Linked DNA regions of Hordeum vulgare: region 1 is linked to region 2. Evidence: chromatin contacts called from public Hi-C data. All regions are on one chromosome and are shown on one strand. Each heading gives the region's core, a stretch centred on a gene start, on an enhancer-like site or on the middle of the called end of the contact. The rest is flanking DNA. Distances are from core to core; before and after follow the strand shown. Region 1 holds the start of LOC123443353 (ERI1 exoribonuclease 2-like). Region 2 has its middle 410 kb from the start of LOC123443352.

Evidence for each region. A called contact is a pair of places that touch in the nucleus more often than the background predicts.
Region 1: a Hi-C map of leaf shows a contact between it and region 2, with 5 times the contacts expected there. The contact joins the promoter of LOC123443353 here to the enhancer-like site in region 2. A contact is called at or near these places in 3 of 6 Hi-C or Micro-C datasets (leaf and seedling).

What each region holds. Positions count from the first base shown.
Region 1 is chr3H:159,143,068-159,145,975 of MorexV3_pseudomolecules_assembly, reverse strand. LOC123443353 (ERI1 exoribonuclease 2-like) reads left to right here and starts at 1,624. Exons shown (of 1, transcript XM_045119692.1): 1 at 1,624-2,908. The coding sequence starts at 1,876. The coding sequence ends at 2,841.
Region 2 is chr3H:158,663,071-158,665,986 of MorexV3_pseudomolecules_assembly, reverse strand. No RefSeq gene overlaps it. Among protein-coding and RNA genes, the nearest start is that of LOC123443352, 410 kb to the right of the region's middle. Within about 2 kb of position 1,381, at least 3 of the 3 cell types and tissues checked have open chromatin away from gene starts, as enhancers often do. A contact at or near this core is called in leaf and seedling, where this site is marked.

The DNA.
Region 1 (2,908 bases), core at 375-2,874, 480 kb before region 2:
AAGTGGAAACGATAGGTGTGAATATACCCGGGGGCGTAGTGTTCACTAGTGGCTTCTCTCAGGAAAGCAAATAGACGGTGGGTGAACGAATTGTTGTCGAGCAATTGATAGAACCGCGCAAAGTCGTGACGATATCTATGGCAATGATTATATCTATAGGCATCACGTCCAAAACAAGTAGACCGATACTTTCTTCATCTACTACTATTACTCGACATGTCGACCGCTATGCATCATGCATCTAGTGTATTAAGTCCAAAAGAACAGAGTAACGCCTTAAGCAAGATGACATGATGTAGATGGACAATCTCATATCTACGACAAAGCCCATCTTGTTACCCTTGATGGCAACTACACGATGTGTGCCTTGCTGTCCCTATTGTCACTGGGAAAGGTCACCACACGGTAAGAACCCAAAACCAAGCACTTCTCCCATTGCAGAATCATAGATCTAGTTGGCTAAACAAAACCCAAGACTCGGAGAGACTTACAAGGATATCAAATCATGCAAATAAGAAATCAGCAAAGACTCAAATATATATCATAGATAATCTGATCACAAATCCACAATTCATCGGATCTCGACAAACACACCGCCAAAGAGGATTACATCGGATAGATCTCCATGAAGATCATGGAGAACTTTGTATTGAAGATCCAAGATAGAGAACAAGCCATCTAGCTACTAACTACGGACCCGTAGGTCTGAAGTGAACTACTCACGAGTTATTGGAGGGCGATGATGTTGATGAAGAAGCCCTCCAACTCCAAAGTCCCTCCGGCAGGGCACCGGGAAGGGTCTCCAGATGAGATCTCGCGGAAACGGAAGGTTGCGGCGGCGGAAAAGTATTTTCGTGGACGCCCTTAATTTTTCTGGGTTTTTAGGGAATTTATAGGCCAAAGACCTAGGGCAGGGGAGCGCGTGGTAGGCCACAAGCTTGTTTGCCGCGGCCTCCCCCTGGCCGCGGCAACAGGGCTTGTGGGCCCCCTCTGGGCCCACTTGCTTGGCCGTCAAGCCTCCCGATCTTCTTCCGTTCTGGAAAAATTCATTTCGGGGACTTTATTCCGTTTGGACTCCATTCCAAAATCAGATCTGAAAAGAGTCAAAAACATAGAAAAAACAGGAACTGACACTTGACACTGAGTTAATAAGTTAGTCACAAAAAAGATATAAAAGGTAAACAAAACATCCAAAGTTGACAAGATAACAGCGTGAGACCATTAAAAATTATAGATACGTTTGAGACGTATCAAGCCTCACATAAGCAACTGTGGATGCATAGATCGACGATGCATGGTCAGCGAGACACAACTGGCTACCGGGATGGCTCCCACAACAAGCCACCTCGGGACGGGCGACCAGTAGTCGACCTCATCCCACACTTATGGGTATAGTGAAAATAAATGTACCACTAAAAATGTGATGACAGATTCAAACGAGCCTTCTGTTATAATCATCGGTTTTCTTTCCTGTCCATTATAGTTTTTTTTTATATCACAAACTTCGCTTTCGAATATAAGCCTGATAAGAGATTTTTAATAAGGATTATATATATTCACACACTTTGTTTCATATGTAGTTTATTTGAACATTTAGAATGATTTATAATTTAGAACTGATGGAGTAGATTACAAATAGCGTCAACCACGTCAAAAAAAATCTCCCAAAAAAGACCATGTCAAAAAGAAAAACGCGCCAACTGTTTTCCGGAAAGCATCGGATTAGATTAGAAATACCGGCTGGATCGAACTACGGCATCCAGTTGTGCCCTAGTTTTCGATCCCAAATTCCCCGATCTCTGCTGCCCTAGTTTTCGATCCCAAATTTCCCCGATCTCGACTCTCGATCTGTAGTTCGCGCGCACTCCGGCGAACATGGCAGCGATCATGGCGGCGCGCGGGCAGGGTCTGGAGCAAGATTTCGATTTCTTCGTGGTGGTCGACTTTGAGGCGACGTGCGTGAAAGACGCGCGGATCTACCCGCAGGAAATCATTGAGTTCCCCGCCGTGCTCGTCGACGGCGCCAGCGGCCGCATCGAGTCCTCGTTTCGCAGGTACGTTCGTCCTAAACACCACCCTGTACTGACCCAGTTTTGCAGGAAACTCACCGGCATCCGGCAGGAGGATGTCGACGGCGGCGTGGATCTCGGCGAGGCACTCTGGCTGCACGACGCTTGGCTGAAGGCGGCGACGGCGGGGGCAGGGAGCAGCAGGAGGGTCCAATTGGCCGTCGTGACCTGGGGTGACTGGGATTGCCGGACCATGCTCGAGTTCGAGTGCCGCTTCAAGGGCATCGAGAAGCCCTCCTACTTTGATCGCTGGATCAACCTGAGGGTCCCCTTCCAGGCGGCGCTCGGCGGCGGAGGGCGGGTGAACCTGGAGGAGGCGGTCCGGGCGGCGGGGCTGGACTGGGAGGGTCGCCTGCACTGCGGGCTGGACGATGCGCTCAACACGGCGCGGCTGCTTGCTGAGATCATGCGGCGAGGGGTGAAGATGACCATCACCGGATCGCTGGCGCCGCCGGCGCCGATCCAGCAGAAGCAGCAGCCTCGCAGAAGCCCGTGCGGCGGCTCACCTGCACTGGCGCCGCCGCCGATCCAGCAGCAGCCGCCTCGCACAGGCCCTTGCGGTGGCTCGTTTCCGCTGCTGCCGGCGCCTATCCAGCAGAAGCAGCAGCAGCCGCCGCAGACTCCGGCCATGGGAGTCTGGATACGGCAACTGGACGCCGGCCATGGGAGTCTGGATACGGCAACTGGTCGCCTGCACTGCGGGGTGGCAGGACCGATGCAATCTGGATACGGCAACTGGACGCCGGCCATGGGAGTCCTCTGGACCAACTGAAGAATGAGACTGTGATTCAGAAATCAGTGTCGCTCAGCTGCTAGTGTTAATCGTCCCTAGCCATCAG
Region 2 (2,916 bases), core at 132-2,631:
ATCAGAGGGGAAGGGATCGGAAGTGGAGCTGGTCGGAGTGGACGGAGACGGGAGTGGAGTGGAGTATGTATTGACCGATGCCTAGGGTTTGCAGGATGGAGATATTTGTGGGATTAAGGTGGGCAGGCTAGGCCAAGCCGACGTGACGGACACGCCGCGGCCGCCCTCATATTCTTTTCATATTTGTACTGGATATGACGGATGTTGATCAGCCCGAACATTTGAGGCCTGTTTGAGGCATCCGGCTGGGTCAAGATCTTCGTGACTGGATGGGCCGCCTGAATTTTGTGACCGGTTTGGGACGCCCGACTATAGATGCTTTAATACATATGTGCATATCCTTCCAAACATCTAACCCTACTTGTATGTGTAAGAGCAACTCCAACCGTACGACACAAAAGGACGCACACTTTGTTCTCCTTTTATCCGTATGAGTTGGCGTATTCATCTCTTTTTGCAAATGGATCCATAGTTCGTCCAATGGGCAAACCCAAATCTCGTCCTCGCGGCCGTTCGACAGCCATTTTTAATCACACATTTTTTGGGTTGGATTTGCACGTTATTTTTATTTCATCAAAGGCATTTTAATACAGCGGGCGTCGTCGCATTTTATGAATGACAATGGTGAACCGGCAAGCCTTTAGGCCAATGCCGAGCCAGGGCGGTGACCGGTCGTGGCTTTGCCGGCGGACCGACGATAATACAGGTCCGAGCGGCTAGAGGCGGATTGAACAATTGCATGTGACACCAAGGCATTGCCCACGCTGGGTGGACCGGAACCCGGGCAAATCATGGCAAGCGCAGCTCACCGGCGACTGGATTCCCCAAATCCCGCCGGTAGGATGCGGCAAATCTCACAACCACCGTTGCAGATCTACCACTCGATCATCCGTACCAAAAAGAAGGAGGCACCCCGCTAGTGGATCTGCTGCTGGGTGGAGGAGGGAGGAGGCTGAAGAGCGAGGTGGACGGAAAAAAATAAACGTTCACTTAGGGTTTATGCATTTGCAGTCTCTGAAAGGAGGAAGGGGATAGAAAAGGCAAGACCGTGCCGTCGACGAACAGGCGAGAGGTAGGAGCATGCGGACGGGACGCGTGTCTGTTTCAGGTCTGAAAGTCGTAAATGTAATTTGAATTTAAATCTAAAATGTATCATGGACGGATAGAAAATGAACGGGCGTTTGAAACGCCGCTCTGGGTCGCATTTTACGTTCGCGTTCGATCGAAATGGACATACACGGATGGATGGTCCGGTTAGAGTTGCTCTAACGTAGTCCGTGATTGTATCATGCTAGCGACTAGTTTGTCCTCCCAGCTGTGGGGCCGGACGTAGGCATCGGCCGTGTTGACTGCTGCGTGCCACTAGCACTGCACGGGTAAAGGAAAGCGGAAAAAGGTGGCGTGCCGTCGCCATTTGTTGGCCCACTTGTCTTCCGAGTTCACAGCTCCCGCAGACTTGCGAGACCGCCCGTCACCCGTCGTCGACGATCCGTGGTCGTTTTCTGTTGCGCCTGTGCTATCTGCATGCCGGTCCTTGGTTAGCCTCCCAAGATGTGGACGAGTTTCTAACCAAAGCATCTCCACATGACACGGCAAGTGGCAGCTATCGTCGGCCAAGACCGCGTTCCAAGTCGACTTCCTGCCGTCACCTGCCTTTGCCTCTCCTCCCTCTCACGCATATCTTTAGTCCTTATCTTCCTTAATTGGATCGCTTTGTGGGTTTGTCTTTCTTCTCTCTTGCTCTATAAGCTTGGTTGCACTCTCTCCACGATCACTTCGTCACGTGATCAGGTCACGTCTACCGTCTACGGGCTTTCCAGCCGCACAGAGTATAATTTCTGGACTGAGACGGTTTTACCAGACATCAGTGCACCCGCAGTGACAGTGCAACTGATGCTTATTTCAAACTGCAGACTTGCCGGGAGAAACCGATATATATATGAGCTCCGTTGCGACAAATCAATGGATTCAGGCAGACTTGCGGTACAAAGGTTTGCAGGAGATGCAGTACTACTAGTACACAGTGAATTTTTGTTAAAAAACACCCTAACCGAGTCTATTTGTCGGAAAGAACCACCTGTACACGAAAGCGGCAGAAAAGACCCCCACCCACCATGACGGCAAGCGCGCCACGCGATGAGTGTCGCCTTCCGCCACCAGGCGAGGTGGCTGGGGCCTGCCGCCACGGCGCGAGGCGGCCGGCGCGCATTTCCGTTTCAGCGTAGCTGCGACGGAACGGTGAGAGAGTGGTGGGACATGCCGCCACGAAAGGAGGCGGCCATGCGGGCCTTGCCGCCTCGGCAGCTGGCGGCCGGCGGTGTGGATGACGGCACTGATTCCCACCTGACGGCGCTGATTCCCACGCTGTCTCCATCGACGAAACAATGAAAAAATTTCCTGCTCTCCACCGACGAAACAGTGCCAAAATTATGTGTATAAAGGAGCTGCGTCGCTGTCTCCACTCTCACTCTCTTGTCGCGCCGTTGCTTCCTCTGTCACTCGTTTCTCTTCCTTGCTTGAGCCCACACTGCTTCTCTTTCTCACTCTCTTCTCTTTCTCTCAAGACCTACTCCATATGACGATTTAAGTGGCGATTTAGGACGGTTTAAAATTATATTTTGAAGACGTCGTAATTGATGAAAAGATAGATCAAGGTAAGAGTTGTCCATTTCTGTTGTACGTGTTTGCATGCATGATGTTTTTATTTTGTTTGAGTAGTTTCTAAGTATGTGTTTTCTTTTGTTTTAGGAAGTGTATTATCACTTTTGTGGAACGATTTTGTCATGCGATATGAACTACTAAGTTGAAGATCAAGGTATGAGACTCCGTTCATATTTGTGTTCATGTGATCATAGGTCGACTTTGTTCATATATTACCGGTGATTTGTTCGTGTTTGCATGCAACTGTTATTTAAA